Linked DNA regions of Danio rerio: region 1 is linked to region 2. Evidence: chromatin contacts called from public Hi-C data. All regions are on one chromosome and are shown on one strand. The core of a region is the stretch at or near the end of the contact, and the rest is flanking DNA. Distances in the headings are between cores, read along the strand shown.

What was found. Hi-C and Micro-C count contacts between places; a contact is called where the count stands out from the background.
Region 1: a Hi-C map of embryo shows a contact between it and region 2, with 2.6 times the contacts expected there. The contact joins the enhancer-like site here to the promoter of znf770 in region 2. A contact is called at or near these places in 3 of 18 Hi-C or Micro-C datasets (caudal fin and embryo).

Annotation. Positions count from the first base shown.
Region 1 is chr20:10,309,543-10,316,013 of GRCz12tu, forward strand. No RefSeq gene overlaps it. Among named protein-coding and RNA genes, the nearest start is that of kcnk10a, 21 kb to the right of the region's middle. Within about 2 kb of position 3,444, at least 7 of the 62 cell types and tissues checked have an H3K27ac peak or open chromatin away from gene starts, as enhancers often do.
Region 2 is chr20:10,229,378-10,236,306 of GRCz12tu, forward strand. znf770 (zinc finger protein 770) reads right to left here and starts at 2,137. Exons shown (of 3, transcript XM_005160411.4): 1 at 2,036-2,137.

The DNA.
Region 1 (6,471 bases), core at 2,194-4,693, 81 kb after region 2:
TGTCAATTCATCCTACGTTCCATGATCACTTTTGAAACCATATCACAGTGGCTATGTTAACATGGACATTAGTAATCAAATTACTTGCCTTAATCTGTATAAATCTGTATAATAAGTTGCTTTTTGAAAGTTCCGTTTTACTTGTATAGCACATAATTAGATTAACGTCTCATTTAACAACTCTCACATGGTTGCCCACTGAAGCTAAGCAGGGCTGTGCCCGGTCAGTACCAGGTTGAGAGACCATATGGGAAAGCTAGGTAGCTGCCGGAAGTGGTGTTAGTGAGGCCAGCAGCGGGCGTCCAACTTCCAATAAGGAGAATCCCCTTTATGTGTAAAGCACTTTGAGTGCCCAGAAAAGTGCTATATAAAGTAAGGAATTATTATTATTAATAATTAGTAGACCAGTGGTTCTCAAACTGGGGGGCCGCCAGTTGGCTGCAAAGAAATTCCAGATAAGGGGTAATCAATAGGCCCAACTGGATTAATTTTGTGTCCCACACCATTCTGAAGGTTAATGTGTTTCTTTATTATAATTTGAGCTCAAAAGTACCGCAAATATTAAGCTTTATGCTTGTTTGAATAAATGCTCAGGTCTATTTAACTGACCATATTTAGTTCAAATACATGATCAGTGCTGCATAAAGAACATTATAAGTGGCTGAAAGCACTTCCCTGTATATGGCTTCCGCTCCTAAGTAACCGATCAGTAACCGGAGAGTGTGCCTCTCAGCGCAGGCTTTACTCATAGAAAATAAAGAACAAAAGAGCCAAGTTTAAGGATTTTATACACAAAGTCCAGCTCCAAGAAGTAGGCCACTATGGCAGTCTTCAACTAACCAGTTCTTGTAAAGTCAACTTTCCACTGATCTGCCTTCCATATATGTGATAACAAAGACTGACCATTAACACCATCACAAGTCAGACCACAACTTTTTCTGCAGCTCCTACTCATCCGTTCATCTTTTAAAATTGTTTTATAAATATCCCTATTTGGTTTTAATACATATGTTTTTACCATTAAACTGACAACACAGCAACATAATCAAGCTAATAATTAAGTTAATGTGCACAGTTTGTTCATCATATGTCATCAGTTTGTTACAGCAGTGAATTACAATTACACTGTTACACTGTACGCTTTATCTGTGACCTGAGATTTATTCTATATAAGGTCTTTTATTCAAGCCACTTTAGTGAGAATAAAATATACAGTATGTATATGTAATGCATAGCTAATTGACCTAGCATTTGTCACTGTATATTATACCTTTCTTTAAATATTATGATTTTTTTTCTTGATCTGTGACATTAAACCACACCACAAAAAGGAGGCATTTCAAATACATGTCTGATTATATGAAGTGAATTTAAAGCCAAATTATGTCATTAAATCTATAAACACAAAACGATGTTAACAGGTAACATTGCACGATGAGTGGAATATCAACTTACTTTCTGTAAAATGGCGTAATCCGCGGGGGGACGTGTTTGATGACATTTGAAAGTTTGGTGGCTTAGCTCGCACCTTACTGACAGAAGCCTGACAGATTCTGCATATTGGGCTGTCTAAAGCATCTTAATTTGTAGCCCAAACATCCCATGCTGGCCAGCCTACTTTTTCGGGTGTGGATAGAGATCTCATTTTCCCGCTTGGACGACATTGTTCTTCAAAAATGCAGTGCACGCTTGTTTCGACAGCTGTCAGCGACAGCGTAAGGAGGAATTGGACAAAATAAAAAAAAATCTTAATTTTATTTGGAAATTATCACATCCACAAAACAAAATGTATGCTGACTGTACTAACTTGTAAACTATTCTTCATTGATCTAAAAATGTTTTAAGATTCCCTTACTTCTAAACAAAGTAATACCAAAGATATTAAGACATTCCAGCTGCTGAAAAAATACTTAATGTACATGATTATTTTTTGTTGTTAATTCCCTTGTATACTGTTTTATGTATAACTCTGTACTCCCCTGTTTAATCAAAAAAAAAAAAAAAAAAGACATGTTTTTTTCCACCAAATCAGTGACATCATAAATGGATTTGGCAATTAAAGAGTTACAATCCTGTAATTCTTTAAAAACATTTAGTAGTTTTGATCAGGTTTGAGGTTGATTGACAGATTTATACATAAACAAATTGAAAAACAAATATTTATCTGATGCATTGTTTCAGCAGTTTAATTCAGTGGATGTTTTCTTCCCTAACATAACAAAGGAGTAGTAAAATCAAACAGTGCACAAGGGTTAATGTGACATTCACATCACATTGGTGGCAAAAGCTATTTTGAATTTGAATGTTATGCTTTTTTTTCCTATTAAATGCAATATCAAGTAATTTTAGACATGTTTACAATATTGCATAAAGATTTAAAACATTTCATTCATTCAATTTCTTTTTGTCTTCATCCCTCTATTAATCCGGGGTCGCCACAGCAGAATAACCACCAAATTATCCAGCATGTTTTTATGCAGTGAATGCCCTTCCTGCCGCAACCCATTCATACACACTCATACAATTTAGCTTACTCAATTAACCTGTACATTATGTCTTTGGACTGTGGGGGAAACCGGAGCAAGTGAGAGCAGGGGGAACATGCAAACTCCACACAGAAACACCAACTGACCCAGCCGGGGCTCGAACCAGTGACCTTTTTGCTGTGAGGTGACAGCACTACCAACTGTGCCACTGTGTCGCTCTATAAGACGTTTATACACTGTAAATTAATTGAGTTGATCCTGACAGCTTTTGTTTTTAGGTTACTGTAACTTATTAAATTAAGGTAATCATATTCTAACTTAAGTTTATAAGTTACACAAGCTGTTTTAAGTCAGTTTAACATAATATAAGTTCAGTTTAATTTGATTTAGCTTAAAAATTTAAGTCAACCAGAATTTATTTACAGTCTAGTCTATATACAGCAAGAAAAGTTTTTGACGTTCTTTAATAACTGCTGAAAGTAATTTGTTAATTTGCCTTTTAATATTTAATGGATGAACTGTGATAAGAATAAAGACACCTCATTGTATCTAGTTTTGAACAAAAAAAGTTTGCAGTTATTAAACTTGTTTGCAGTTTAATAATAATTGCTCTTATAATTCCTGCAATTGATAATAGAACATATGAAAAATAAGGTGTATATAAGCTTGCATATGCAAGTTGTGTTTTATAATTTCTCTACAACAATGAGTCACTCTCTTTTTCTCTCACTGTCACGTGATATTAGATCTGAACATTTCTCCCACACAGATACAAGAAAATTCTGTCATAAAATCAATAAGTGAATAGCTTTGCGTAAAACTACCATGTCTCAGTGTTCATGCCATGCCATTGTTATGATTCCTCCTCAAATGCACCACCAGCTCGGTGTGAGTCTGTGCATGATGATGTCACCAGACTGAGGGTAGTGGGAGCGGGACAGATGCCTGACCTTCATGTCTGACCCCTGGACGGGGGCTATGCTTGGCTGGACACGACAGTGGCACGAACACTAATTGGGTCAGTTGACAGCACATGTTGACCATCCACATTCAGACAAGCGTGAATGATAGCGATATACATTCATAAAAAATGATGCTCTTAATTCAGATAATTGGTCAGTATCAATCACTTAGTTCACAACCCTCTGAACCGAGTCTTTGTCTTGCAAAAGCGGTGTCGTCATGTTTTATAAATGCTGTTGAGTAAATAAGTGAACACAATAAACATCGCTGCATTCTTTTAGAAGTAAAGCAAAGTGTAATTAGATTTTAATTGAATGGCATTTTATTAAAGGGTCAGGTATAGTGAATGAGAGGCAAGTTTTAATTGATTACAAGTAATGCAAATAAATAGAAATTGTGGATCTATGTTTTTAGTATTTTGATTAATTACACAAAACAAATTAAAATGGATAAATCATAAATTTATAAACAAATAAGAAATGAGTGACAACTTATAAAAATAAATTTAGTTTGCAGATGGTAAATTTATTTCATTCATTATTTAATTAGATAGGTGGATTGTTAGTATAGTCATACTCAACATTATACTGGCAACCTTTTTTCCTGGATAAATAAAATATCACCAAAACATTAAATGAAAATGAACAAGAAAACTCAATTTTTTTGTATGGCCTTTTTTTTTTTTTTTTTTTTTTTTTGGAATGCCTAAAAATTTTTATGAGAATAATCTCTGAATAATACATTAATTTTTGTATACTTTTTATTATTGTGAGTACAAACAAAGTCAAGCCATGGTTCTCTGTTTAACTGGACTGTACATATGAACAAAGTATAAACTCCATTAGTCATCAAACATAAACAAAAGCAATTTATACAACCCCTGGCAAAAAGTAGGGAACCACACTTGGAAGTTTATTCAAATGTTCAGTTGTGTAGAAAAAACCCCCCAAAAAAAACACATACAGTTGAAGTCAGAATTTCTAGCCCCCTTTTGAATTTTTTTATTTATTTATTAATTTATTTTTTAAATACTTCTCAAATGATGTTTAACTTAGCTAGACAATTTTCACATTATGTCTGATAATGTTTTTTCTTCTAGAGAAATTCTTTTTGTTTTATTTTGGCTAGAATAAAAGCGTTTTTAATTTTTTAAACACCATTTTAAGGACAAAATTATAAGCCCCTTTAAGCTATTTTTTTTCGACAGTCTACAGAACAAACCATCCTTATACAAAAACTTGCCTAATTACCCTAACCTGCCTAGTTAGCCTAATTAAACTAGTTAAGGCTTTAAAAGTCACTTTAAGCTGTATAGAAGTCATCATGATAAAACAAATCAGTTATTAGAGACAAGTTATTAAAACTTATGTTTAGAAATGCGTTAAAAAATGTTCTCTCTGTTAAACAGAAATTAGGGAAATAAATAAACAGGGGCGCTTATAATTCCGGGGTGGGGTGGGTGGTGGGGGGTTAAATTCAGATTTAAGCAGGTTCAAGCACTGTCCAAAATCTAAGCACTTTTTTAACCTTAAAAACACTATAATAAAAATCAAGCATTTTTCAGGATTTCCAGCACCCGTAAGAACCCTGTATTTGGACTGTGGGGGAAACTGGAGCACCCGGAGGAAACCCACACGAACGCAGGGAGAGCATGCAAACTCCACACAGAAGTGCCAACTAACCCAGGTGCAGCTTGAACCAGCAATCTTCTTGCAGTGAGGTGACAGCACTACCTACTGCGCCATCGCATCGCATACTAATGAAGCAGTTTTGTTGAAGCTGATAGAAATGCAAAGACCTGATTTTATCTTGAGCTCTGCAGCGAAACTTCCTGTCAGCAGAAATGTGTTGAAACTAAACACAGATTTTTTGCAGTTAAGAAAGTCTTTTAATGTTGTGCAGAGAATTCACAGAAAAAGAGGACGTATGTATGGGTGCGGCCAATGAAGGACTGGAGAACGATTGACAAGTGACGAATTATACTAAACTCCACCTGTTAATATCAGCTATGTATAAAAGCGTGAAATGAAATTTGTTGCACACTTCCTGAATGTAACCTTTGCATTACGTTGAGGATTCCAGAATTCTCTAAATCAAATTAATTTTTTGTAGACAATAAATCATTGCGATTTTTGACATTGAAGAAAACCTCTCCTGACCCTTTTTTATTGAACACACATGGAATTGGTTAAATATTCCAACAGAGCATTTTTAAAACAAACAACTTTATCTCATCACAAAAGACTGCTTGCACACTTTAGTGAGGTGTTGAACCGAGCTTATTGACATAACTCATGGCTCCAACACGAGTTAGTTGAAACGAAGGAGAGGATTATCAAACTTCTGAAAGGTAAATCTACACAAAATGTTCTAAGAGATGATGGTTGTTCCCAGTCAGCTGTGTCTAAAATCTGGACCAATTACAAATCAAATGGGAAGACTGTAGAAGTGAAGCAAACTGGTAGACCAAGGAAGACACTAAAGAATCAAGACAGAAAACATAAAGCAATATGCCTTACAAACAGAAAATGCACAACAAAGCAAATGAGTCAGTGTCTGGGACCGGACCTAAAAGAAATGTACATACAGTAAAGGACCTAAAAGGATTTACATACAGAAAAGCTAAGTGAAAACCATCATCATTCATTCATTTTCTTTTCTGCATAGTCCCTTTATTAGGCAGAATAAAACACCAATTTATCTAGTATATGTTTATAGCAGCAGATGCCCTTCCAGCCACAACCTAACACTGAGAAACACCCATACATTTATGCAACCTTACAGACTCCACACAGAAATGCCAACTGACCTAGCCGGGGCTCGAACCAGCAACCTACTTGCTATGAGGCGATCATGCTACCCCCTGCACCACTGTGATGCCTTGAAAACAAATTTCATTTATTCATTCATTTTCTTTTCAGCTTAGTCCCTTTATTAATCTTGGGTTGCCACAGCGGAATGAACCGGCAACTTATCTAGCATTTGTTTTATCCAGCGGATGCCCTTCCAGCTGCAACCCATC
Region 2 (6,929 bases), core at 887-3,386:
TTGACCTGCTTGCAAACACTTGCTCCATCAGGCTCGAGGCTCTCAGCACCGCCCACACTCATCACCAAGATTGTGCAGGACCATAAGCGTGAGCTTGATGCAGAAGTATAAATCAGCCTTTAGAGCTAATCGCAGCACTTTCTGTTGTGTGCGTGAATACAATGACCAATCTGAGGCATTTAAGAACTTGCTCGAAAATGTTCAAAAAGCAACTAGATATTATTTACATTTATTTATTTGCTATAAATGCACATGCTACTCTGTGCTTGTCCTCGAGTTTTGTTTGATACGTTCAAAAAAAATTGTTTTTTTTAAGAAAAAAATATTAAAGGTACTGTTCATATATCTGCCTGCATTTAAATGACAAAACTGTATTAATGTGTGTGTGTGCGTATATATATATATATATATATGCGATATTTAATGCAAGACTTTTATCGCGCAGTAAAAATAATTGCCGTTAATCTATTCTCAAAGTTGCGTTGTGAGCTGGGTCTGTTCTACGCAAGCTATCATGACTTTCACTTTGATATTTTAGCATGCATGTATACCTGACCCGTGAGCCTTCTAACAAAAATGTGCAATTCTGAATCAAATGAACAGCATGCTCTTCTGGATCTTTCATTAACACCCCAACTAACTATGTGTCTTAACTAAACTTTGCAGGACACTGGCCCTCCAGGACCGAGTTTGGACACCCCTGGTCTAATTTCGCAGGTCACCATACTGGAACTTTAGAACTCAGCAAAATGTGAAACTTGTCGCATGAGCTTGTGTTTCTTTTGGATTTTGCAGTTTAAATCATAGAATTTCTACAAAGTATGCTGTGTACTGTACAACAGCAGACTTTTTTTTGTCACGTTCATAACACACGTTTATTTTCCACATTTAAAGTACAAAACATGTTTACTGATTGATATTTTTATGGTCCCTTAACTCTATGGTCAGTTGTTCTGGAAAATATAAACAAACATTTCAATATAATGTTAACATGCACTTTCTATGTGAATTTATGTTTTGAGTTTTTACTGCAGCTGTCAGATCCATAACGCTGGAATTGCTCATATTGTGCTGAGAAGTAAAATCTTGTGCATGGAATGCATTGTGAATGCACTGTGAATGCAATCAATATTGACAATTTAACACAATTTTAATGTAAATGTTTTATATACCTATAAATAAGATTTTACTAAATTAAATTCAAAATTCTGTGGTTATCTTCTTAAATTGTCATGACAACTGACAACTTGGCATAGTGTAGTGTTTAGCATAGCATAGTTTTTTGTGATTTTCTTTCTTGGGTGCTGCTAAAACCACAACATTAAACCTGCAGCTTTTGTATAAAATTATAGTAAATCACATTTTTACAGCACATTTTGATCAGATAAATCACAATTTAATTGTTTCTCCAAAATGATAAAGAAAAAGTTGGTTTTATATTCACACATTCGTTCATTTAGACGTCTCAATATTGTTTACCATGTTACTTTGAATATTTGGTCGAAATTAGCATAAAAATATGACTTTTAAACAACATTAACAAACTATAATTCACTGTGAACAATGCTGTACTAAGATAGTTATTTGGTGCTAAAATGATTTCTCTTTTTACAATTTGCAAAGAATACTTTTCTGAAATTATATTATTAAGAAAAATGTCTGAATATCCAATTATAAAACCAACTTTACCTCTTTTCCAAAATGTTGCAGCCCTATTTGGAGATGTTGCTAACCTAACTTACCTGGATTTTAACAGTTATAACCTCATAACCAACCTGGATTTTAACAATTATAAGCAAAGCTAATATTTAGAAAGGTAAACTGAGATTTGGCACGGGAACAGTAATTCTTAAGACATAAATAACGGACTATTTTTGATGGAGAAAAAAAATAGTGGCCCAAGACATTTGCAGCATCGCAAGAGCATCGTCCATTATACGCACCGTTCAAAAATATACTTATTGACGGTATTATAAGTAGACATTTAGGACAGGCTACAATAAAACAAACATAAATAAACAAAATTCAATACTACCTGCAACAATTGTATTATTAAAACAGCAGAGTTCTTCAGTACCGCTAATAATGTCACTCTTCCGTTCACGGTGGACAATGAAGGACTTCCGCTCCATAACACAAACGTTAGGAAACAAACTATTCATTTTCAAAGGTTCCGCCCTCGCGTTTTTCCTATCGGCCCAGAAAAGCGACTGGAAACTATATTTATATTATTAGATCTATTAGATTTATTTATTTATCTATTTATTTATTTATTTATTTATTTATTTATTTATTTATTTATTTATCATGTATGTATGTATGTATGTATGTATGTATGTATGTATGTATGTATGTATGTATGTATGTATCATGTATGTAAAGAATACCGATGTGCATCCACTGTTTTACCAGACTGAGCCAGTTCAGTTGGATGACTCAATTAAATGCGCATCTAGTTTACCAACAATGCACCATGATGATGTACTACTACTACTACTACTAATCATAATAATAATAATAATAGGCTACTAATACTACTACTACTACTACTACTACTACTACTACTCCTACTACTAACAACAACAATAATAGGCTACAATAATGACAATACTACTACTAATAATAATCATCATAAATAACAATAGGCTATAACTTCTACTTCTAAAAATACAATAGGCCATAATAATGATAATAAAAAAAATAATAATAATAACAACAATACTACTACTACTAAAACATTAATAAATAATAATAATTATCATAATCATCATATTCATAATAATATTAACAGGCTACTACTACTACTAAAACAACACAATAATAATAATAATAATAATAATAATAATAATAATAATAATAATAATAATAATAATAACAAAACAACAACAACAACAACAATAATAATAATATTAATAATAATAATAATAATGATAATAATAATAATAATAATAATAATAATAATAATAATAATAATAATAGGCTATTAGTACTACTACTAAAACAACAACAACAACAACAATAATAATAATAATAATAATAATAATAATAATAGGCTATTATTTCTACTACTAAAATAATAATAGGCTAAAATAATAGAAGAACAGTAGTAGTAGTAGTAGTAGTAGTAGTAGCCTACCATTGGTAATGATAGTTAAAACCTCATCCAAAGTTAATCCAACCATCTTAGCCTGGCTGAAGTTTCAGAATAGAATATATTACATTGCATTGTGTTTAATATAATAATGTATTATTATTATTATTATTATTATTATATAAAAATAAACAAATAACATATAATATTTCCTGAAACACTTTGCTTGACAGTGTGATATAAATAAGGCTAATGTATGCAAATATGAAGTATACCGATATACAACAGCTACAAATATTTATGTATTATTTATTTTTATAAATAATACATATATTTTTTAATAAAACAATAAAAAGTTTTTTTATTATTATTATTTTGTTTTATTTAAAAGTGTTGCTTTAACTCGTGCACAGAAACAGAGCTTCACCACACGATGTCAGTGTTAAGCTGTTAGGTAGAATAAAAAGCACAGGCGTATATGAAAAGCAGCCAGTTCAAACAGCCTATGTGCAAACAGTTTTCAGAACGTTTCGTTAAATAAATAAATTCAGTTAGGTTATATTTACATGTATCATCCATATGGGAAAATCAAATACATCTGAATAATAATTATAATTCTGCTGATAATGATATAAACATGATATATATATATATATATATATATATATATATATATATATATATATATATATATATATATATATATATATATATATAATACTAATAATAAAAAAAAATATTTAATCATAATGATGGTGATAATAATAATCGTATAATAACAACACAATAATAATAATATCACTTAGTTGATGTAATTAAAAAAAGTAAATAACTACATATATAAAAATATTTTTACAATCGTCCTATACACAATTAATTGTTTAATAATAGATATAGGTTAGTTTATTCATAACCTAAAATAATAAACAAAAATCTTAAAATCAAATCAATTTACAATTGCTTTAAAATAGTATCTAATGTTTTAAAGCACGCTCAAAAATTAAAAAGGCGCATATTTCAAAGAAGTCCCACGCAGGAGGAGCACAGTTTGTGCAACCACCCCATCACCGCGCGCTTGTCCATGCAATTAGCCCTTATCTGTAAGCAGTTTAATTTTCTGCGACATGGCGCGAGCGGCTCTGGCCTGATGGATGTGACATTAACGGGAGATGAAGCAGGGGAGATTGGACGCTGCAGTCACATAGTGGCATTTGTCACTGCCCCGGTCATGCAGATTGCGCCAGCACCGGCCACTGACTAAGATTAATGACGACGGCTCTCAGTCTTTGTTTCTCTCTGTGCTTGTGTCGAGCCTAAATACCATTCACACAAACCAGGCCTTTATGATAAGACCTTTTGCGTACAGACTGAACGAGAGCCGTTGTGACCAGCATCAATTGTTTCCTGGTAATTGCAAAATTTTTGTAGCCTTCATTTATTAATGTATATTCAACCAGTCGTGACGATAGTGACGCGCGCTAAGGAAACGGCACTATTTTATGTTCAGGTGACCATAAAATGGCGTAGGCCTAGGCTATGTTTTTAAGCGCCCCTTAAACACGAATAAGTATTTCCCAAATAGCGTATGTTGTTTTTAAAACAAAAAAGATTTTTATAAATGTTAAAAACAGTATTGTGGCCCATTAAATGGCGAAAATATGTAAACACTGCAGCAGTAGCCTAGCCTATGCTATATTGTTGCGGCTATGGTGACTGCAAATGTTATAGATATGTCTTAACTGTTGTTCACTGCGCTTCCTCTCTTGAATCATGAAAGTTGATGTTGGAGCTAATTGGAACATTAAAAATTAGCTACAGTTTTAGGCTAAATAACTCAATACATGTTTCCTTGTTAAAGTGTAAGGATGTAGGAAATAGCAAAAAAAAAAAAAAAAACCTGACTCGGAGATGGACCAACAACCAACCTAGAAACCACCAAGAACATTCCAGCAACCACCCAGTGCACCTCGTAAACCACAAAGCAACGTACTGGTAACCATTGCCACACCACAGTGTAACAGCGAGTTTGCAGGGGTAAGCAGCACTTTGTTTTCCTCTAATTTATTGATTTAAATCTAGAATTCCTATAGTTGTTTTATTTATTTGTATTTGCATAGCTTTTCTTTTATATTTAATCTTACCATGCGCACACACACAGGATGGTAGCACCTGCAGACCGATATCATTTTGGAAGTGGCAAAAGCAAGGTGATAAATAGGGACCGAGGGATGTCTACCGATTAAACAAAAATGCAATTCTTGGAATCTTTTAGAAAAACGCTGTGTAGAATCATGAAAGGAATTCCTAAGAAGTGTACGAGACCTCCACGTATCCCCTCGGTTGTAATAAGGGAGAGAGCGGTAACCCCAAACTGGCTGCTCGGCTGCACAGAAAATGGTTTTCCTTGACAAATGAGGTGATGCGGACCAGGCTCAGATGGATGGGGGTTTGGGCTGGTTGTATCAGGGCTCTTGGGATGCTGGGTATTTACTCAGTCATTCATCATCCTCTGGCACATCCACTTATACAGGATCTGCACCGCACACCCATACTGATGTAATTCTCCACATGGAGAGCTGAATTACCATAGCCTGTCCTCAGTATGTGTGTATACGGATATGTTATTGTGAAGCGTGGAACAATTTTCTGCATGTGAGTCTGCACACTTTTATGTATCTGTGAAGCTCAAACTGTCACAGCTGACTGTTTTATGGGAGTTTTTAAGCATTTTGCATTTTAGTAAATAATTCTTATGAGTTTGTGATATTTCATTCATGTTTTTTAAATTTTGCTTACACCTGACTGATGGTTGAATGTAGTGGTGGAGCTTCATGCTTACTGTATATTTGACATTTTTCTACAATTTATATTGTACTCAAAACCATGACCTGTAATAATAGTTGCATTTTTTATTCGATGTAATGAGAAATGCAGAAGTGTTTTGCTCCTACATTGCTTCCCAATCAAGTCTTTTAACAAAATGTGTGAGAAGGCAGAACTATTAATGGACTTAAAGATAAAAACGTGTAAACAATGTTTAACTAAACTGTGTGTTTTGTACTGGCTTGTCAGAAAGGCCCAGTGACACCCAATAGTGGACATATTAGCCAAAACTGTCTCTTTCAAAAGAGCTTCTGTGCTGCTTTTAGTCAACATCACTTGTCTAAGCAGGCACAGGACGTCAACATGACGTCAGATTGACGTTGGACCCCAATGTAGTGGGATCTGGCATTTTGAAATTGGAAATGAAAATCGGGATAACGTCAGAGCCCAACATCAGGCCAACTTCTTTGTCTAACGTTGGGCAGACATTGCATTTTGGTTTCCAAACGCAACCTAAAAACAACAAAATATCCACATCCAATGATGTTTTAACTTGACGTTGTGTGGACGTTACCAAAATGACGCATGGTTTCCGCTACATTCATTCTTTTATGGTGGGGCACCAAACCAAAATGAATTCCCACCACAGTTACATTACAGCTTATTCAAAACCTTCAGTTGTTGCAATTTTTTTATATAGTGGGTAATAATCACACAAAAACGTATTACATTTAAGTGAATTTTAACAGGGCAAACTTTTCTGTAATTGTAGTTGTGTTGTACGTTATTTGTTTAAACCTTTAGGGGTTACTTGCTGACTGATTGACAGGGTTGTGTGATGTGTGAGGCCAGCAAACATAATGTAGCTTTCAGTTATGATAAACATAGTTTCTATAATTATATTTTTTATAGATAAAGGTCTATAGTTCTGCATACAATGACTTTACCTTGCTGGAGTTTATGGCTTTTTCACTTCACCTCAGGATGCACCAATGTCATTCTTTAGATCTAATGG